Regions from separate parts of the Mus musculus genome. Here all the other regions are linked to region 1. The links are chromatin contacts, called in public Hi-C maps. All regions are on one chromosome and are shown on one strand. Each heading gives the region's core, a stretch centred on a gene start, on an enhancer-like site or on the middle of the called end of the contact. The rest is flanking DNA. Distances are from core to core; before and after follow the strand shown.

Region 1 (3,226 bases), core at 64-2,563:
CTGGAGTTACCGATATGTGCCACTACCCCTAACATGTTACTGTAATCAAACAACAAGCTTAAGAGTCTACAGTTAAAATTACACAGGAATTGGAGAGATCCTGATCCTAGGTCACGCTGGTTTTCTGTGGCAGCAGCTAGCAGCTTTTCATCCCACTCTGTCCTGAGCACTTCGGGGCTAACCAAGACAGGGTCTGCCAGGGTTTCCACTGGATCACAGCCACTGTCCAGCACACAAGGTGTCCACGGCTGCCCTTTCTGAGTCTGGCGAGAGCTTCAGACCCACACCATCCTTAAGGGAGCAGTGACCCTTTGCAGTTTGCAATCAAGAGCTGTCTGGTTCATTTGGTTGTCAACCTGACATTCGTAAAAGACAGAGAGAGACCCTCATGTGAAGAGCTGCTTAGACCAGACTGTCCTGAGGGATTGTCTGTGGAGCATTTTCTTGATTGCTAGCTGATGTAGGAGGTAGACGCCCACTGTGGATGGTGCCATCCTTGGACAGGTAGGCCTGCACAGGTACCTGGGACAGGCATAGTAATACATGCCTTTAATTCCAGGCATGGCAGATCTCTGTGAGTTCAAGGCCAGCCTAGTCTACATAGCAAGTTCCAGGAAGGCCAGGGTTACAAAGTGAGACCCTCTCTGTAAAAAAAAAAAAAAAAAAAAAAAAGATAATAATAATAATAATAAAAATAAAAGCAAGGTACCTGACATATGCCTGTGAGCACACCTCCATTGGTATCTGCTTCAAGTTACTGTCCTGAGTTCCTGCCCTGGCTTGCCTCTTCCATGATAAACTATAACCTGTGAGTTAAATAAGCCCTTTTTCTCCCCAGGTTGATTTTGGTCATGGTGTTTATCACAGCAACAGAAAGCAAACTAGAACAACAGCCAAGTCAGAGAGGAGGCAGGAGTATATAAGGGCCCACAAAAATCTATAGCTATGCCTGCTCTTTAACAGTAGACCAATCAGTCCACCACAGCAGCTTTGGTGTCCACTGTCTTTGGACACTGCCCATAACCAGAGTGACTGTCTCCCCTATCAGCCTCCCCTTTTAGATTCCTAAAGGAGGCACCTGATGGACCATCTCCCCAGTAACCAACAGAGTACATGGACCTGCCATCCCCTGAGCCAGTGCCTACCTGTGGTCCAACTCAATGTAGCCAGCTAACGATAAATGCTAGAACTAACATTGCCACCTAGAGGATGATGAGGGCATAGCAGCCAGCATCCACAGACTTGAGTTCTAACAGTGCAACACTGTCCCTAAAGGATGATGAGGACATGGCAGCCAACATCCACAGTCTTGAGATTCTAATAGTACCAATACTGCCCCTAGAGGATGATGAGAGCATGGCCAGCAGCAGTCTTGGTAACACAGCTCCATCTGGGTCTCTGAAGGTTATCTGGGAATGGCATGTCCTCTCCCAGGGGATCCATGAGCCATGGCCAAGCCCACCAAACGGGCACTTTCCGTCCAAAGTCTGCGGGCTACTTCCTCATCTTCAGCCTCAGGAGATGGAGCCTTCTCTCTGAGTCCATCAAAGTACTTCCCCGAAACATTCTCCAGTTCTTCTGCCACGGCCAGATATGTGCTGGGCTGGGCCGCCAGCTGGGGACTCTTGAACAGCAGCCAGAAGAAGGGCCCTACAATCAACCACAGAACAGTCAAAAATAAAAATCCCCTGCTCCACCCTCAGGGAACCCAAAACCCAGCCTTGGAGGCTGGAAGCTGCCCTGAAGTCCCAGGGAACCTACCTCCAGGCCTTTGTGTCTGCAGTTCTCTCTACCTAAATGGCCCGTCCCAGGCAACACCCCACAAATTCCTCCAAAAGGAGAGATGAATCCAAAAGCGGCCTCCTATAGGAAGCCTCCCTGAGTGTTCCCAGAAAAATGAAAGCACATTTTCCTCTATTCTATGTATTGTTCCTAGAAATAATCTTTTCCTCTCAGGCAGGGCATGTGTCTCAGGCAGAGCATGTGTCTCAGGCAGGGCATGTGTCTCAGGCAGGGCATGTGTCTCAGGCAGGGCATGTGTCTCAGGCAGGGCATGTGTCTCAGGCAGGGCATGTGTCTCAGGCAGGGCATGTGTCTCAGGCAGAGCATGTGTCTCAGGCAGGGCATGTGTCTCAGGCAGAGCATGTGTCTCAGGCAGGGCATGTGTCTCAGGCAGGGCATGTGTCTCAGGCAGGGCATGTGTCTCAGGCAGGGCATGTGTCTCAGGCAGGGCATGTGTCTCAGGCAGGGCATGTGTCTCAGGCAGGGCATGTGTCTCAGGCAGGGCATGTGTCTCAGGCAGGGGCATGTGTCTCAGGCAGGGCATGTGTCTCAGGCAGGGCATGTGTCTCAGGCAGGGCATGTGTCTCAGGCAGGGCATGTGTCTCAGGCAGGGCATGTGTAGTCCAGGTTGGCCCTGACCTCAACTCCCTATACAGCCAAAGATGAACTTAAATTCCTTCCCTCTGCCTCTATGTGCAGAGTGCTGGGAGGCAAATCCCAGTGTTTGATTTTATGTGGTGCTGGAGATCAACCCCAGGGCTCCAGAAAGATAGCCAAGCAGTTCGCCAACTGAGCGACATCTCCAGCCCTCGATTCTGTGGTCTTCTCACGCTAAAATTCTTAATACATGCCCACTAAGTGACTCGGGCATTATGAATGCCTGCCACAGTGCTCTGTTGACTCAGACTACATTCTTGTACTTCTTCTCTCACACCGTTGATCCCAACCGCAGCCTCTCCTCCCTTCACTCTCCCAGTTTGCCTTCCTGCTTTCCCTCTCCCTCAGATCCACTCCTCCTCTATTTCCCTTCAGGAAAGAGCGGGCCTCCCAGGAATATCAACCGAACACAGCATAACAAGACACACTAAGACTAGGCACAATTCCACATGAGCTGCACAACCATAGCATACACAGAGGACCTAGCACAGACCTGTGCAGGCTTGGTGATAGCTGCTTCAGTCTCTGTGAATGAGCCCTACTTAGTTGATTCTGTGGGCCGTGTTCTCCTGGTACTCTCAATCCTGCTGGCTCCTACAACTCTTTCTCCCCCTCTTCTCTGGGATTCCCAAGCTTCAAGAGAAGTGATCCCATGACGCTTTTCAACTGAAGCTCTCTCCACCTAATGTTTGGCTGTGGGTCAGACTAGAGTCTTGGCCAGACACTGTGCAGAGCAATTTATGGGCATACTCGGCTGATTTTCCCAGTGACTGTGAGGGTAGACCCA
Region 2 (3,226 bases), core at 450-2,949, 210 kb before region 1:
ACTCCCCTATCCACCCACTCCCACTTTTTGGCCCTGGCGTTCCCCTGTACTGGGGCATATAAAGTTTGCAAGTCCAATGGGCCTCTCTTTCCAGTGATGGCCGACCAGGCCATCTTTTGATACATATGCAGCTAGTCAAGAGCTCCGGGGTACTGGTTAGTTCATAATGTTGTTCTACCTATAGGGTTGCAGATCCCTTTAGCTTCTTGGATACTTTCTCTAGCTCCTCCGTTGGGGGCCCTGTGATCCATCCAATAGCTGACTGTGAGCATCCACTTCTGTGTTTGCTAGGCCCCGGCATAGTCTCACAAGAGACAGCTATATCTGGGTCCTTTCAGCAAAAATCTTGCTAGTGTATGCAATGGTGTCAGCGTTTGGAAGCTGATTATGGGATGGATCCCTGGATATGGCAGTCTCTAGATGGTCCATCCTTTCATCACAGCTCCAAACTTTGTCTCTGTAACTCCTTCCATGGGTGTTTTGTTCCTAATTCTAAGAAGGGTCACAGTGTCTACACTTTGGTCTTCGTTCTTGAGTTTCATGCGTTTAGCAAATTGTATCTTATATCTTGGGTATCCTAAGTTTCTGGGCTAATATCCACTTATCAGTGAGTACATATTGTGTGAGTTCCTTTGTGATTGGGTTACCTCACTCAGGATGATGCCCTCCAGGTCCATCCATTTGCCTAGGAATTTCATAAATTCATTGTTTTTAATAGCTGAGTAGTACTCCATTGTGTAAATGTACCACATTTTCTGTATCCATTCCTCTGTTGAGGGGCATCTGGGTTCTTTCCAGCTTCTGGCTATTATAAATAAGGCTGCTATGAACATAGTGGAGCATGTGTCCTTCTTACCGGTTGGGACATCTTCTGGATATATGCCCAGGAGAGGTATTGCTGGATCCTCCAGTAGTACTATGTCCAATTTTCTGAGGAATAAAGGCCCTTATAATAAAATAATACTAAAAGAGAGCGTGGATCCATACACCAGACTAGCGTGGGGATAGGGTATGAGTATATGGGTTATGAGAATGCCTGGTTCCAGGAGGGTGAGTTTCCTTGAAACTTTGCCTCATAAGTGCTTCCAGGCCTCTCGGCCTGCCAAGCAGACTTCACTGGAGCGTTCGTAGCAACTTCTCATTAATTCTAAGCTGGCAAAGGATAGTAGGGCTGAATTATCAGAAAGAAACTGGCTGTATCAGGGAAAGTACTCACTAAGAGTACACCTTAATTAACAAAAATAAGATATAAGAATGTGTGTATACCCCAGGGGGACAGTTTGCACCTCGTCACAATGAACAACCTCCCCTTCTTATTTATTTCCTAAGAACAGCTCACCCAATCACAGGATAAGTCAGACAAAAAACATTTGACCAAGGAGAATCCTTAGATATGAGGTAGATACGTACAGAGGGTACAGTTTAGTCCATGGGAGGCATGTGCCCTGTGTGAACACTCAGGTTGGCTCTGACCTCTGTTGTTTCTTTGTCCAGTTCCCAGACTCACATTTCCAGGATTACAGAGTGGAGACTATCATTCAGATCAGTGTGGCTGCTTTGGTTCTGGTGACTCTTGGGATTCTGCTGTTTCACTGCCTGTCACATCCGGAGAAGGACATGAGAGCATAGTGATTATAAGTGGGTGGAGAAAGGGGACTCATGCACTGGAGGATAACTGAGTGGAGCAGGAAGTATGAGCAATGTGCAGTGACATAAATATACAAAACTGTTGTATTGAAACCTGTTCTCTTGTATAGTAACCACATTAGTGAAGCAAATAAACTTAAAATAGATCTAAACATTCTGTATCTAGGATCACATGTGAACGTGTCAGTGTCAAGGTCTCAGGCAGCTCATGTTCTTGAAATTAATAGCCACAATCACCAAGGATTAGTAACAGCCTAAATATATGTCAACACATGTACTTATTAATGGATAAATATGGAATGTATACCAACCCAAGACCCATTTGCAGCAGTGCACGAGGCCAGTGATAGGCAGGTGCCTTTCTTCATGCCTTATCATGTTGGTAGTTAATAGCAAAAACCCACAAGCCTTTAAACAGATCTGACTGGTCTGACTCATTAATTTGTAACTGAACCACATTTAGCAGGTCAAAAATCCCAAACTAAACACAACCAGGAAATGAATGACTGAACATGCGGTTATTAGGTTATAATAAAGCAGATAAGGAGAGCAGAAGGCTTGAAGAAAGGAGGCATGAGGATTCCAGGGAACCCATATATACTTATGTCAGAAAGAGGTTTAGGTATGTACATCTTCTTGATGTACAGTCAGAGCACAAGAAAGGAAGATTGTAGATATATTTGGGACATTCCAGCAAGATTGTGGAATGGAACATATAACTTAAATGTACAAGCTCTTTTGGGCACATTCAGCTTACAGCATAACAATAATGAAAGAGAGCTTACATGTGGGCATGCTCAGTGTCCAAAATCAGAGACCATTAAGGTGGTCTCTGTCATGAAGAGGAATGCTTTCAAGAACGCTCAGTTTGCATCATAAGTATAGCAGACAGGAACACTGGACATTCTCAGGTTATGTTATAGAAGACTGACAGGGAAGTCTTTGGACATGCTTAGCATTCTGGATGATTTTAGCTGAATTAAGGATGGGACACTTTTAATACAGAAGGTGTTTTAATACAGAGGCTTTCTTGCAATAGTGCCAGACTCATTCAGTGGCTAACACGATGTGAAAAGTTCCCTTTCTATTAATTGAATACATTCTGGAGATATATGAAACATATTGTATGGCTAACAAAAGTGTTAGACAACTGCACTAAGGCTTGGTGGTACATTCTTAGTATCAGGTTGCTCAAGACACTGAAGTCAATGAGGATCTTGAGGCCATGAGCTCAAACCCAGCATGTACAACTAAATGAGACAGCATTTGAAAGACTATTTTGCAAGGAAGTAGATAGCAACATTATGTTTTTACAAAATCAGTAGCAACAGAAAGTGAAGGCAGTAGGAGGAAACTTAGAGGTGACAAATATGTATATGGTATAGGTTATATTGGTAACTTCATAAGAAATGTATATATCTAATCTTATCAAGTTATTGATATTAAATATGTAGAGATTTTTCTGTTTACTTTCTTTAAATTTATTTTTGATATGTACCTGTGTGTGCATTTATGTGCACATAAGTGCAGGTGCCCTTGAAGGCCAGCAGTGTTGGTTACCACTGGAGCTGGAGTTACA
Region 3 (3,226 bases), core at 405-2,904, 150 kb before region 1:
CCACTGTGTGTGGAACTGCAACAAGAACCATGGCAATCATCTTACCAAAAGCAATCTACAGATTCAATGGAGTCCCCATCAAAATTCCAATTCGATTCTTCATAGAGTTAGAAAGGGCAATTCTCAAATTCATTTGGAATAAAAAAAAAAACCCAGGATAGCGAAAACGACTCTTAACAATAAAAGAATTTCTTTGGAAATCACCATCCCTGACCTCAATCTATACTATAGAGCAATAGTGATAAAACCTGCATGGAATTGGTACAGATACAGACAGGTACATCAATGAGGTAAAATTGAAGACCCAGAAATGAACCCACACAGCTATGGTTACTTGATCTTTGACAAGGGAGCTAAAACCATCCAGGGGAAAAAAGACAGCATTTTTCAACAAATGATTTTGGTTCACCTCACAGTCTGCATGTAGAAGAATGCAGATCTATCCATTTTTATCTCCTTGTACAAAGCTCAAGTCCAAGTGGATCAAGGACCTCCACCTAAAACCAGATATGCTGAATCTAATATAAGAAAATGTGTGGAAGAGCCTCAAATTCATAGGCTGGCATGACCACCCAGTTCTCCCAGAGTCTAGACCACCAACTAAGGAGTGTACCTGGAGGAATCCATGGCTCCAGATACACATGTAGCAGAGAATGGACTCTCTCACAGCAATGGGAGGGAAGACTGCTTTGATGCCCCAGAGTAGAGGGATGTTTGAGCAGTGGGCGAGAGTGTGGAGGGTTGAGGGGGCACTCTCATACAGGCCAAAAGAATGGGGAGGCCATATGTAGGATGGGGGGTTGGTGGAAGGAGTACCAGGAAGTGGGATATCATTTGAGATATAAACAAATGGAATGATTAATTAAAAAAAAAAGAATTCTGGTCATATTCGTACACCTACAACCTGTATCCCAAGAAACTCAAATAAACCTGCACCTGTGTGGACCAGTAACCCCATGACAATATAATTTGTTAACTAAGCAAAAGGACTTAGGAAAATGATGATGGTAAGTGATGAGACACTGATATGGCTCAGTACATAAGTGTCTGCTGCCAAAATAAGACCTGACTCTGTTGACAGGATCCACATTGGACAAGGAAAACTGATTGCTGAAGTTGTATTCTGACCTCCATACATGTGCTTTGACACACATGCATGTGTATATACAAATAAACATAGAGGCACAAAAACAAACACTAAAAAATGAATAGAAATATGTACCCTTAAAATTGGAAGGGAAAACACAAACATAAAAAAAAAAACAAAAAACAAATTGTAATGCCCAGTCTTAATGCCTCACTTGAGACTAAGAAGAAAAAGCTGTAAATCACAGTCCAGGCAGATATACAGGAAGATCCTTCTCAGAAACATCAAAAATGTTGAAAAGAAAGAAATATTTCACATAAAACAAAGGGGAACAAAGAAAGCCACACTTAAATATGTACTGTTGTGTGAAATGTTCACACATGTTTGCTACAATATGGCCATGACAGTAATGTGCACAGGTGAGGCAGACACTGGTGGTATGAGGAAACGCCATCTGTGTAAGACCTAATGGCAGAGGGTCTACTGCCTGACCTAGTCACACCATTGAGGAAGTCAGAGCATGGTGCTTAGTGGGCAGTTCCTCTTTTTGTGGGGCTGCTGATATATGACCATGTCATGGGGACTGCTCTGCCTCCAGTGCCACACCCTGTACCCAATCCCTCAGAAAGGCTCTGTAGCTCTGCCCTCGAGCACAGTTGCAGCCACTGAGGGGAGATGCCATGTCCTGCACCTTCACAGCCCTGCTCTGTCTTGGTGAGATGTGAAGAGGGGGAGGGGATACTGAGGTCTGGAAATGATCATGGCCTGTAGACCAGCACGCACCCAAAAGGAAACCTCAGGGTCTCAGATGTTTCTGCAGACTTGCTCAGCCTTAGGGACAAATCTCTTACAAAGAACTCTCTTCCAGGACTGACTCTGAGCCTCTGGATCCCAGTGCTGACAGGTGAGTGTGTCTGCAGCTGACCTGAAATGCTCTTTTCTTCAGATCCAGGAGCCATGCCTGGGCTGTGACGGTGGAAAACACCTCCTGTGTGTCAGTCCTGTGGGTGGTGGAAATGTCATGGGGTTAAGGACTGCAATCTGAGTGTGTTTGTCCTGAGTCCTAGTTGCTCTGTTACTTGCAGGGTCCCTCCCTAAGCCTATCCTCAGGGTACAGCCAGACTCTGTGGTCTCCAGGAGGACTAATGTGACCTTCTTCTGTGAGGAGACAATTGGAGCCAATGAGTACCGCCTCTATAAAGATGGAAAGCTATATAAAACTGTAACAAAGAACAAACAGAAGCAAGCAAACAAGGCCGAATTCTCATTCTCAAATGTACACCTAAGAAATGCAGGTCAATATCGATGTTCCTACAGCACCCAGGATGAATCATCAGGCTACAGTGACCTCCTGGAGCTGGTGGTGACAGGTGAGAGACACACAGGATCCTAGGCCTCAGGTTATAACTGTCCAGACTTGGCTCTGTTAACAGGAATGCCCACCCTCACTGTGGGAACCTCAGAGCCAAGGAGAACAATGAGGCTTGGGGATATTTAACTGACTCCTCCTTCTCTCCAGGACACTACTGGACACCCAGCCTTTCAGCCCAGGCCAGCCCTGTGGTAACTTCAGGAGGGTATGTCACCCTCCAGTGTGAGTCCTGGCACAACGATCACAAGTTCATTCTGACTGTAGAAGGACCACAGAAGCTCTCATGGACACAAGACTCACAGTATAACTACTCTACAAGGAAGTACCACGCCCTGTTCTCTGTGGGCCCTGTGACCCCCAACCAGAGATGGATATGCAGATGCTACGGTTATGACAGGAAAAGACCATATGTGTGGTCACCTCCAAGTGAATCCGTGGAGCTCCTGGTCTCAGGTGAGGAGCCTCAGCCTTCCATAGAATGATATTGAAATCATACAGGTTTCAGAGACCACTTGATGTGCGGTGTATGTGGGGATCCAGGGCTCTTTTGAACTTTGACACAGAGCACAGGAAACAGTGAGTCCAAGACTCACAGTGACAGCCAAGCCCAGAGTGCCCATTAGGGAGATGATTCTTTATGAGGGCTTCGGTTACTCTGGATCAGCTGTAGCACCATCCACCAGAGCTCCGAGATTCTGGAATAACAGAGAGAGGAAGGATGATGGTGGCTAGAGAGGTTGAGGACACCCGGAGGACACGCCCTGGAG

The links. Hi-C and Micro-C count contacts between places; a contact is called where the count stands out from the background.
Region 2: a Hi-C map of bone marrow-derived macrophages shows a contact between it and region 1, with 28 read pairs. The contact joins two enhancer-like sites. A contact is called at or near these places in 1 of 15 datasets of contacts at CTCF or cohesin (pro-B cells), 2 of 484 Hi-C or Micro-C datasets (the CH12 cell line and bone marrow-derived macrophages), 1 of 115 datasets of contacts at active chromatin or transcription factors (embryonic stem cells) and 1 of 9 other capture datasets (embryonic stem cells).
Region 3: a Hi-C map of bone marrow-derived macrophages shows a contact between it and region 1, with 24 read pairs. The contact joins two enhancer-like sites. A contact is called at or near these places in 1 of 484 Hi-C or Micro-C datasets (bone marrow-derived macrophages), 1 of 115 datasets of contacts at active chromatin or transcription factors (embryonic stem cells) and 2 of 9 other capture datasets (embryonic stem cells and macrophages).

The regions. Positions count from the first base shown.
Region 1 is chr7:4,426,153-4,429,378 of GRCm38.p6, forward strand. Rdh13 (retinol dehydrogenase 13 (all-trans and 9-cis)) reads right to left here. Exons shown (of 7, transcript NM_175372.4): 7 at 1-1,650. The coding sequence ends at 1,406. Among named protein-coding and RNA genes, the nearest start is that of Rdh13, 18 kb to the right of the region's middle. Within about 2 kb of position 1,314, at least 196 of the 459 cell types and tissues checked have an H3K27ac peak or open chromatin away from gene starts, as enhancers often do. A contact at or near this core is called in bone marrow-derived macrophages, where this site is marked.
Region 2 is chr7:4,213,967-4,217,192 of GRCm38.p6, forward strand. No RefSeq gene overlaps it. Among named protein-coding and RNA genes, the nearest start is that of Lilra5, 22 kb to the right of the region's middle. Within about 2 kb of position 1,700, at least 5 of the 459 cell types and tissues checked have an H3K27ac peak or open chromatin away from gene starts, as enhancers often do. A contact at or near this core is called in bone marrow-derived macrophages, where this site is marked.
Region 3 is chr7:4,272,422-4,275,647 of GRCm38.p6, forward strand. It overlaps the pseudogene Gm15931. Among named protein-coding and RNA genes, the nearest start is that of Lilra5, 36 kb to the left of the region's middle. Within about 2 kb of position 1,655, at least 50 of the 459 cell types and tissues checked have an H3K27ac peak or open chromatin away from gene starts, as enhancers often do. A contact at or near this core is called in bone marrow-derived macrophages, where this site is marked.